2 separate regions of the Mus musculus genome follow, and region 1 is linked to region 2. Evidence: chromatin contacts called from public targeted proximity ligation data. All regions are on one chromosome and are shown on one strand. The core of a region is the stretch at or near the end of the contact, and the rest is flanking DNA. Distances in the headings are between cores, read along the strand shown. Region 1 holds the start of Ap5b1 (adaptor-related protein complex 5, beta 1 subunit). Region 2 holds the start of Pold4 (polymerase (DNA-directed), delta 4).

Region 1 (5,601 bases), core at 798-3,297, 1.3 Mb before region 2:
AAGAGGTCCACAAAGTGGGGTGCCAGGGAAGGCCGAGCTCGGTACAGTTGGGCCAGTCCGCGGATCAAAAATGTCTGTACTGTGGAGTGTCTAGTCAGGCAGTTAGTAACAAGGTATGAGGCTTGGAAACAGAGAGTGGCCAAGGCCCGGGGACCACCATCCAGGGCTGCCCTTTGCTGTAGCCCAGCCAGCACCTCCTGTAGGAACCACTGTGGGCCCTGAGTCTGGTCTTTCTCCTCTTCCTCATCGTCAGCACAGAGCAGACACAGCAAATGCAGGCGGGCCAGGAGAACCGTTGGGTCATGAAGGAGACTGGGCATGAGGCCCCGGCACAGCTGGGGCCCCAACAGCAGCGGGGCAGCCTCTTCCCCCTCTGGACCTAGTGGGCAATTCTCGGGGAAGCTCAGGATGCAATGCAGGTAAAAGAGGTGTGTGGGCGAGGGTAAAGCTGGGTGCTGGGCTCCCAAGGTGAGCCTGCGGAGGAGCAGAGCTTCATCCTGTGCAGTGAACAGGGCCTCGCCAAAGGCCGCCTTCAGAGACAGAACTGAGTGTAACAGTGTCAGCTGTGCCGTGCCCAGCAGCCGAACCAGCTGTGGCTTGAAAAGCACTGGTGGCTGTCCCCGAAGACCCCGGAGGGCCCAGCCCAACAGCCACAGAAGTTGAGCCTGAGCCACAGGAGTGAGCAGATAGGAAGTGTCCAGAAGCTGGGCCACGGCAGCCTTCAGCTCTCGGGCGTCCTCGGGGCTGGGCTCTAGAACCGGAAAGCCACGCTCCTCCTCCCCAGCTGTGGGCCAGCTGGGCCCCTGGGGCTTAAGATGGGCATCCCATTCCTCAGCCAGGGTCCAGTCCCAGGGACAACTCCCAGTGGAGAAGTCCTCAGCCACCAGCAGGCCTTGCAGGCCAGCCCCAGACCTGGACTGTACCACCAAGGTGTCGTGTAGAACAAGGGCCAGAAGCAGGCTGACAGGCTGGATGGGACCTGTTTGCCCTGGGAGGCTCCGCAGCATCCCCAGGGCGCCGGCCAGCAGCCCAGGCTTACAGCGCTCAAGTTCTCCAAGGCATTCACAGGCTGTGGCCTGTAGATGGCGCTGTTCTGAAGGGGTTCCAAAGCTTCGTCCCAAGTCTCGGCCTGAAGCTAAGCCAAGAAGTAAGGGCAGAAGCCGGCAGGAAGCTCCCGAAGTGGGTCCGAGAGCATCTCCTGACACCAGGGCTGTAGTGGCTGCCAACAACAGGAGCCTCCGGAGAGCTGAAGGTCTTGTGGGCAGGAGGACAAGCGTGTCCAACAGGGAAGTGGCAGCAGCCTCCGCGGCAGGTGCATCAGGCCAAAGTTTATCAGAGTACTCCAAGCTCAGTGTCAGTAAGGAAACCTGAGATGGGGGATTTAAGAGGAACTCGTTGAGTTCAGCATGCGGTAGTATGAAGCAACCATATGGACCACGGCAGGGCACACGGGCAGGACCTACCTTGGTCTGCTCGCTTAGCTTTTCACTCCTTAGGTCACTCAACAGGTCGCGACCCAAATCCTCACCTTCGGCACCTGCCAGAAAGGCGGATGGGCTGGCTCGGAAGGCCCCCAGGCGCTGGGCCCAGGCTTCTCGACCTAGGGGCCCCATGGTCAGTCATCCACTTCTCTGTAAAGGGAAGAGAGCATCAGACACCGAGGCGAGGACGACGCGCAGGCCTTTACGGCCACTAGAGGGCGCCCAGGTCCTCCACCTTCCCGAGGGGCTGCTGTTACCCTAGGGCCGTCTTGCAGACCCCTCCCCGCCCCCCAATGCCTAGGTCCCGAGATGAACTCTGGAGGCTTCGGAGATAATGCCGGAAGCAACAGCCCGGGCCCCTGCAGGATAGGACCCGCAGGATCGGGGTGGGGGTGCCCAGAAGGTGCGTGCGGAGAGCTCATTAAGCCTCCCGCCTACGAAGGGCATCGAAACCACAGCGTCGCTCGCGCCCCTGGCGCCCGTGGTAACGGGTCGGCCTCTCTCACCGCTTGAGTCAGCTGCCGCGGGCGCTCGGTCGGCTCCTTCCGGGCTGGCAGGCTGGCGGCGCGGGCCGGGGCGGGGCGCGGCGCTCGGCGCGTGGGCGGCCGGGACGGGGCGAGCCCGGGGGCGGGGCGTAACGGAGCCTCCGCCTGCCACGCCCGCCAGGCCGGCAGGTGCCGACTCGCCGGTTTCGCCAGGTCTGAGTAACTGTCTCGCCGTGCAGGCCCCCTGCCCCGAAACTGCCGCAGGCACGGGCAGGGGCGGGGTTTGGTGGGCCGGGCTCCCGGTCCGCTCCCCGATGGAACTGCGTTCCCAGGCCCTGGAGCAGAACAGCGGCTTGGGCAGATCGGGAAGGCGGCCAGCGCGTCCCCCAGTCCTCCCGCCCGGGCCCGGTGACTGCGCGCTTGGCCCGGCTGCTTGAATGCGGGTCTTCGGGCGGCCGCTGGGTGGCGCGCGAGGCGCAGTCCCAGGGCAGAGCAGGAAGAGCAAGGCGTGGGTCACTGCGGGACCGGTCGAACCGGCGCCGCAGGGCTTGGCTTGGCGTCCTCAACGCTGACCTGGCGTCGGGGGTGCTGGGGGGGACCACCTCGCTCTGCTTGGAGGCGAGGACCCGGGGCCAGGGTCGCAGCCGGATGGTAGCTGCTGACCTTTGCCCGAAGTCGCACGGATTGCCTACAGGGGTCGGGCGCGCTAGAGTAGAGCGAGCAGGGCGGGACCTTAAGACGCAGCGAAGCCGAAACACAACGGGATCCTGACTCTAGGTGTGCGTGTTGGCGGGGCCTGGAGGGTCACTCAGCTCGTAACACACCTAATATGAACCGAGAAACCAAGGCTTGAGAAGACAACGGCCGGGCTGCCAGACTTCTGGCCAAGTAGTACACACGCTACCTACTAGAGTCCAGAGGACTGTATCTGGGCTTGTTGGCGAGTCCCAGGCTGTGGGTGCTCACTGGCCCGCTAGTTTCAGGGGCTCAGACCTTCTGTCGTCCAAATCTCATACTCACCGTCCTATAAAGCCTCCTGCTAGCCACTTTGAAGATGAAACACCTGAGCCCCCATTGCTAGCCTCTGGCTATTTCTTTGTCTTTGTCCCTTTGGGTGGCCCAAGTTCCTTCCTAGCCCCTTATCCTGACCTGGCTGCAGATGAGAGTGGTGAGGTAGGGTCCTAAAAAGAAGACTGCCTGGGCCCCCAGAACAAGGGTAGAAGAAGAGAGAATGGAGACATGGGGGCGTTGGGGGAGGCACGGGGAGCTAGAAGACCTGGTCTCTGCTCTTCTGGGCTCTGGCTCCACAGCTGACTCACAGGCGACAGCTCTAAACCACTTCCCTCTAGGTGCCTCAGTTTCCCCATCTATAAATTGGGAGTGATGACTCCTGTTTAAGAAGCTTTGGGGTGGGGCGCCCGGCTAATTAGGCCCAAGATGAAAGAGGCCAGGGTGAGAGCAGCCCTGGGCTGGGAAGGCAGGTTGGAGTAGGAGCCTGTCTGGTTGCCCTGTCTGAGGCCCAGAGGGCGCTGATAACTGCAGGTCTGGTGTCCCAGCTCTCGGTAGCCAGAAAGGATTATTAAACCCTGTTACAGTTGAGGGGAGGGGCTTCCAGGGGTCAGGGAGTCCAACTCTGGCTGTGTCCCAAGCTTCTGATGCTGTAGCCTCTGCCAGCCTCCAGCCTCCCTGGGCTTTGGTTCTTTGAGGTGGCATGTGTGGTTTCCAGAACTGTGTGTGATAGATGGATGTGTCTTCCTGAACTCACTAGGGCTCGTAGCCAACCCTGGGTGCTAAGGGTGGGTATCTGTCTCCCATGGGCTTTCAGGAGCCCAGAGAAGGTAGAGTCACTTGTACAAAACTCCAGGGCCTCTGTAAGGAGGACTGGGCTTCTGCTACATGCTCCGTCTGCTGCCCTCGCGCTCCTGATGTCCAAGTTCATGAATGGGCCCTGTTCTCATCTGCCTGCCCAAGTATCCTCTTAGGAGAGGCAATGTTTGCTTTGTCCTGGCAACAGACGGGGCAGACAAGAGGTGCCTTCAGCTCCTCATGAGGCCCTCTTGAGAGAGTGACCTGTTTGCCCTCACCTAGTTCCTCCTCTTCTGCATTTCCACTCCTCTCCATGCAGCTCAATTCTTGGGAAACCCTAGACATTAGGCTGAAAAGAGGAAAAGTTAATCCCCAGGCCTTGACTTTCTTATCTGTGAAATGGGGCCACAACAACCCCATCCAACCCCATGGCACTGGATCCTATGGATACAGGGATGCTTCGTAAATGGAGTCCACGGTACCAGGGCAAAGGTTGGGGAGTGGAAGGCTGCTGCCCGTGTACAGTTTTCCTTTGCAGTGATGAAAACTGTGCTGGCTAGTTTTATGTCAACTTGACATGAGCTTGAGTTAGGAGCCTCAGGTGAGAAAATGCCCCCATAAGGTCTGGCTATAAGTCATTTTCTTAATTAATAGCTGATGGTGGAGGGGCGAGCCCACTGTGGGTGGTACCACTCCTGGGCTCTAGAAGAAAGCAGGCAGAGCAAGCCATTAGGAGCAAGCCAGTAAGCAGCACCACTCCATCACCTCTGCATCAGCTCCTGCCTCCAGGTTCCTGCTCTGACTTCTTTCAGTGATGTGGAAGTGTAGACCAAATAAATCCTCAACTTCATTTTCCGTCGTGGTGTTCCACCCTAGCAATAGTAAGACAAAAATATTCTGGACTTAGGGGTGATGGTTGTATAATACCCTGAAGACTAAAACCCCCTGAACTATACATTTTGTGAGGATGTATGTTGCAGTACTATTAAAAATGGTATTGCGGGCCAGTGGAGGTACATGCCTTTAATCCCAGCACTTGGGAGGCAGAGGCAGGCGGATTTCTGAGTTCAAGGCCAGCCTGGTCTACAAAGTGAGTACCAGGACAGCCAGGGCTACACAGAGAAACCCTGTCTCAAAGAAAAAAAATGGTATTGGTTGGGCCAGCCATGGTGGCACACACCTTTAATTGCAGCACTCAGGATGCTGAGGTGGATCACTGAGTTTTGGGCTAGCCTGGTCTGTATAATGAGTTCTGGGCAGGCCAGAACTACATAGTGGGGCAGCAAAACAACAAAAGAAACAAAAAGGTGTTATTTTTAGCCTGTTATCCCAGGTACTCAAGAAACTGGGGCAGAAACTTCATGATCTGTCTACAGAGACCAAGGTCAACTTGATCAGCTTAGCTATACATTACTGAAACCAAAGTCCAACATCTTCAGCCACATAAGGAGTTAAGAGGCTAACCTGGACTATATGATGCCTGTCTCAACTGAGGGAGTGCAGGGGGATTGCTCAAGTGGCTGGCAAAGGAGCCCATCAGCCTGTTCTGAGGGGCAGCTTCTACTGTAGGGCTGCTGTGCTCCAGGCAAAAGTCAGAATCTCCTGACTCTCAAAGGCAGAGCTAGAGCTAGGAACCCAGTGTTACCACTGGGGAAACTGAGGCCCCAAGAGGGTAGGTGACTTGGCCAAGATCCACAGGCACAAACTCTTTTCTGTGTCTTCTTAGCATGTTCCTCCCATGATCCCTTGTGCTTTAAAACTCCAGGTTCACAACCCCTTCCCTGTTGCCATCCTATCCTGGCTTCTCCTAAGGACTTCCGTGAGAACAG
Region 2 (5,311 bases), core at 810-3,309:
AAGCCAGCCTGGTCTATATAATGAGTTCTAGGACAAACAGAACTACATAGTGAAACCTTTTCCCCATTAATTAATTAGTTAATTAATTAATCACTTTACATCCCAGTCACAGCACTGTCCCCCGCCCCATATTGGGACCCTTTAATCTCAGCATTCAGGAAGCAGAGGCAGGCAAATTTCTGAGTTTGTAGCCAGCCTAAGTAAAGAAAAAAAAAAAAAAAAAAAAAAAAAAAAAGCCTGTAGCTGGCTCTCCAGCCCACTTACAGTTTGGGAACTGCCGGCTAGATTAGAGCATATTAAGAGATGTAAGGTCAGAATCTCAGGCTTAATGTACTTTATTGTAAGCATTAGTGAGCTCCTTGATCCAATAACTCACTCATCTGTGCCCTCAGCTAGATGCCCAAGGTGGGCCCTTTAGGTTATCTGCCGACATCTGGTTTATGCCAGCCTGTGCTGGATTTGCCACACCGTAGGTCAGGGGTGTGGCGGGTGGGCATCTGGTGGTCATGATTAGGGCGTGGAGGTGCTCAGCTTCACAGGTCCCAGGAGCTTCAGCAGCCTGCTGTTTAGATGGAGAAGAAGCTGAACCAGGAAGACCTCCACAGTCAGCCTGCTGTTTCTCCAAGGTTGGAATGAGCAGAGCAGGCCATGATGTCTGTCCTGAAGTTCTTGGTGGCTAGGAGGTGCCCAGAGAAGGACAACGTGGGGGTACCTCAGAGTGGGTAGAGATGCCACAGGCTGTGGAAGACAGGGTGGGAGAAGGAAGTCATAGCCACATCAGTTCTGTTCCTTGATGGACTGTCTCTAGTTCTTACTTACTTACTGCCTACAATCCTGTGGCTCTGGTGAACACCTCAGGACTCATGGATAGCTCCATGGGCCCTAGATATACCCGTCCCCCACCATCAGCTCATAGAGGTAAGGATCATTATCGAGATCTATCTCGAGCCAGACTCTTCTTGCTTGACAGGAAGGACCGTCTAAGTCTGTTCCCACTTCTCCAAGTCAAGGTAGCCCCTACGTAGACCAAGAGGGTGGCAGCTCCTGGAGAAGTCCCTGGTTCCCCTGAAAGCTGTCCCAGCCTATCCTGACCTGCATTGGAAGTGAGGGTCTTCAGGGTGTGCCTTCAACACTTGGTACACCTCTAGGGGGGGCTTCAAGCCCATCTGCTCTGCCCGACTCCAGCGCTGCAGCCTTGTGATACCTGCCATCAGGAAAAGAAGACAGGATAGGCAGGAGAATCCAGGATAGTGGACATGGACGGCAGTTTCTTGAGCCTCCATAGTCAGTTTCAGGAGACAGTGTCCAAGAGCTAGGCAGGATTACTTTTGAGACACATTGATAACAGAACTGATTCAGAGATGTGCCTGATGGGAGGGACTGGAAATGGGGTGCTCACCTGTACAAGGCCCATACTGCCAGGCCAGGTCAAACTGCCTCAGCAGCTCCAGCTCTGTTTCCTCCTGGCTGAGGGACTGGGTGTCTTCCCCTGCAATAACATGTGGTGGCTCCTCAGGCACATCCAGGCCTTTGCCCTACCCTGGACTTAGAGCTGTGACTCTATATCCTGGCAATCTCCCCACCCATTTGCCTTTGCCATCCAGCAGACAGACAGCTCATCGGAAGTGCGAGACATGCTAGCTTCCCTTTTTAGCCAACACACACACACACACACACACACACACACACACACACACACACACACAGAGTCCTTTCTGGTCACTTCATGTCCACTCTTCCTGCCACCCCCACATTTTAGAGACCTAGCTCGGGTGCCAGCTCTCCCTTGCTGTGCCCAGGGGGCCCCTCCCTCTTCTTCACAACAGGATAGGAGTCAGTGATGAACCGCTTCCGACCCATGGCGGCCACCCAGGCAGGCGGAGCAGGAGGCAAAGAAAAGGCAGGGCAGCGGGCCTGTGAGAGACAGCTGCTGAGAGTGAGAGAGGGGGCCAGAGAGAGATGGGCCAGCAATGGACAGACAAGTTGACCCAGACAAGCAGAGAGAGGAAGTCCCTAGGTTCCAGGGAATGACGCCTGTCTTCCGCCCCCACAAGCACGCAAACATCAGAGACCTAAGCAAATGGCAAACGGCCTTTGCGGGGCGGGACCTTAATTCTAGCCAATGGCAATCGGCAGAAGACGGGGGGCGGGGTAGCTGCTGCTGCGTTTCGAGTGAGGAGGGGTTAGGCGGAACCAAGAACCTGTCAAGATGCCCCAGACTTCACCACCTCCTCGGGTTTCTCATTGGTCCACTTGGGTCCCTTGGGACATATAGAGAGTTATCCTCGGCCTCTCACTTCCCGTTTTTCCTTCCTAGGCAAATGTTCTTTTCAGCCTCACTAATCCCCATGGCCAGTTTTTAAGTCCCCTGAGAACCTTTTTCTCCTGCCGGTTGGCCCTAGAGCGCTGTGGGATCAGATCTGTAGGTCCAAAGAGAGTTTGGACTAGTCCAGGTCCTTCCCTGCTGCTCTTACTGGCCCCAGGAGACCTTGCTGGAGAAACTCATGAGCTCAGAAGGCTCCTTTCTCACAGTCTGCTGGCAGAGCCACTGTCCACCCAGCCCAGGCATGCGGTTGCTGTGGCCGCTGTCAAGTCCCACAGCCTGCCTCTGTCCACTTTGCTAGTCAGGAAGATTCCATTCCAAGCAGGACGCCAGAAGTATAGTCTCCATTCTCCATGGGTTCATATCCCCAGTTCTTAACTGACAGATCTGCTCTGTTTTTTTGTTTTTGTTTTTTTCTGAATGTGTATCATGAGCAGAAAATAATTTCAATAAACCCAACCCTCATATTGGACTTTCCATGTGCCGAGTTCTAAGCATCTCCCACATGCTAACTCAAAATAGATATCAAAAGAGTTTTTTTGCAAGTGGGAAGTGTAGGCAAATTGTGATCAGTGCTCTTAGTAACAGCTACTGTGTAACTAACTAGCTTCCCGTGTGCTGCAGAAGTGCTCTTAGTAACAGCTACTGTGTAACTAACTAGCTTCCCGTGTGCTGCAGAAGTGCTCTTAGTAACAGCTACTGTGTAACTAACTAGCTTCCCGTGTGCTGCAGAAGTGCTCTTAGTAACAGCTACTGTGTAACTAACTAGCTTCCCGTGTGCGGCAGAAGCTCCCAGGCTTGCGCGGTAGAGAGAGGGACATACACAGTCGTTAGTCCTGGACAGGAGAGCAGGAGCACGAATGCCTTAGAGCTGGAGGAGAATGGTAGGCATTGGGAGAAGACCTCAGGAGGTAATTGCTGTAAACAGCGTCTCTCAATTCTCTACCCATGACCTTTGTTTTGGGGCTCCTGTCATCACTGACTCACCCCTACTACCACCTCCCCCTCACCAACTTCCTGGCAGCGGGTGAAAATGCTGGCCCGTGGGAGTCTGGGAACCAGCACTTGGACTGACCCAGCACTAATCACCCTCTGGAGAGCCCATCCGGTTCTTCCTTCCAGGGGTGCAAGGATGGCTGGTTGGAGGCCTTTGCCCTCCTTTTTGGAAGCTCTGTGATCTGGCTTAGGAAGCACTCGGCTGGCCTCCCGTGTGTGTGGAGGCAGAGAAGAGGACCCCTCCAAAGAGAAACCCACCAGTGGTGGGCAGAAGGTTGTGTCTCCAGGGACCTCCTCTTGCTAGCCTTCCCCCATTAGCTTCTTGAAGAAGAAGGAGCTGCAGGCACACTGCAAAGACCTGGAAGGCCTTTCTGGGACCCATTGTTTGGGGTGGCTCAGGTCTGATCCCTCCATCTGTCTCCTGGACATCTGGGAGAAGAGACCCTACAGAGTTGGGAAGGGGGACAGGGAGAATTCTCTACTAGGCAGGGAAAGGCACAGGCATTAGGTCTAGTGAGGCTCTATAGTGGGTAGCTCCTAGGCTCCGTGGGACTGACCACCACTCCTCCCTAAGAAGGCCTCAGATATTCTGGGGCTGTTCCCAAAGGTATGTGGCACCCACTTCCTGAGTCCACAAAGCCCTGAGGGAGCAGGGAAGCCTGGGTGGGGCAGACCCCTCCTCATTCCTGGTCCCTCCCACCCCTGAAAGCTGATAGCCGTGGGGCCTGCCACCGCCCAGGGAGCGTGAAATGGGGTGTGCCGCTGGGCGGCCACAGCAGCTCCCTCCACTGCCTGCGCCTAGTCGCTTGTCTCCTTTGGCAGCTCCTGACACCCTGACCTGCTCTGTGGATCTTGGCTGAGCCATCCCTACCTGCCCTCCCTTCAGCCCCCACCCCAGATCTGCCTGGCTCAGGTCCAGGTAGCTTCTCCAACACTGACTGGAAAGATACCTCCCAGGGGCTTTAGGTTCCCTCAGCCCCTAAGGGATCTGGAGTGCTCTGCTTCAGTGCAGGGACCCTAGCACTAGCCTTCTGGTGGGGGAGGTGTGTGGGGGTGGAGCTCTCCCTAGGAAGCATGCTGTCCTCTCCAGGTGAGCAATAAGATGGATCATCCTGGCTGCTCAGTATCCGACGTGTCTCTAAGGTGGTTAGGGCACTGACTTGGTCTCCTATCTTTGGGTGTTTTCCTACTTTCTTCTCTAACCTCATCATTTTCCTTCCTGCCTAGAACACTTTGCTTGATGCAGAGTTCTCAGAGTGGAGACCAAACTGGTGGTCTAAGTTAGTGGCTCAATTCTGTCTTGTATACGAAGTGTCTTTGGTCAGCACTGATTCCAGAAGCTGGTGATAGAAGTGGATGGAGTTAACTTATACTTTGCAAATACCCTAAGCCTTATTAGGTTCAAGGTCAAAGTCCTGTGAAGACCAGGAGAACAAACAACCTGAACAGAAACCTAGACCTGGGACTCCCTGGGGCTGAGACTCACTGCGCGCGGCTCCTGTGGGAGCAGGTTCATCTTAGCTTTACTCAGTGTGACAGTTCTGGGTGGGGTCAGCACTCTTCACAAATATACATCCTGAAAGTCCCTCGCCTTCAGTTTGAGATGGGTCATATGGACAGAGCCAGTTAGAGCTGAAAAGATGGGGCAGGTAAAAGTGAGGGAGGGCAGCAGCTGCATGAGTTCAATGGGATGTGAGGTCTCTCCCATTTCTTTCTCTCTCCTTAGCAACTCCCCCACTCAGGCCCTGCTACTCATTCTGAGCTGAAATTCAGTCCAGTTTAGGGGATTTTGTGCACCCAGGTGGACACCCCAAAACATCTTGCCCATCCAGCCTTCATCTTTTCCCCAGCCTTCATTTTTGCCATATTCCTTCAGGGTCTCCTCCTAGCCCCTCTCTTCCCTCTCAGACCCAGCACCTTAGCCTAGTAGGTTCTGAGTTTCCTGGATTTAAAGGGTGAAAAAATAGGAAGGTTTCTCTGGGTCCCTAGTGT

What was found.
Region 1: a targeted proximity ligation map of pancreatic cancer cells shows a contact between it and region 2. A contact is called at or near these places in 1 of 39 promoter capture datasets (liver) and 1 of 130 datasets of targeted methods (pancreatic cancer cells).

What each region holds. Positions count from the first base shown.
Region 1 is chr19:5,564,470-5,570,070 of GRCm38.p6, reverse strand. Ap5b1 (adaptor-related protein complex 5, beta 1 subunit) reads right to left here and starts at 2,047. Exons shown (of 3, transcript NM_001362046.1): 1 at 1,988-2,047; 2 at 1,464-1,631; 3 at 1-1,367. The coding sequence starts at 1,613.
Region 2 is chr19:4,228,641-4,233,951 of GRCm38.p6, reverse strand. Pold4 (polymerase (DNA-directed), delta 4) reads right to left here and starts at 2,059. Exons shown (of 4, transcript NM_027196.4): 1 at 1,764-2,059; 2 at 1,400-1,489; 3 at 1,093-1,204; 4 at 318-738. The coding sequence starts at 1,860. The coding sequence ends at 714. It overlaps Gm45928 (predicted gene, 45928), which reads right to left. Exons shown (of 4, transcript NR_132309.2): 2 at 1,400-1,489; 3 at 1,093-1,204; 4 at 320-738. The region is part of intron 2 of LOC102631992 (a long non-coding RNA gene); the gene reads left to right.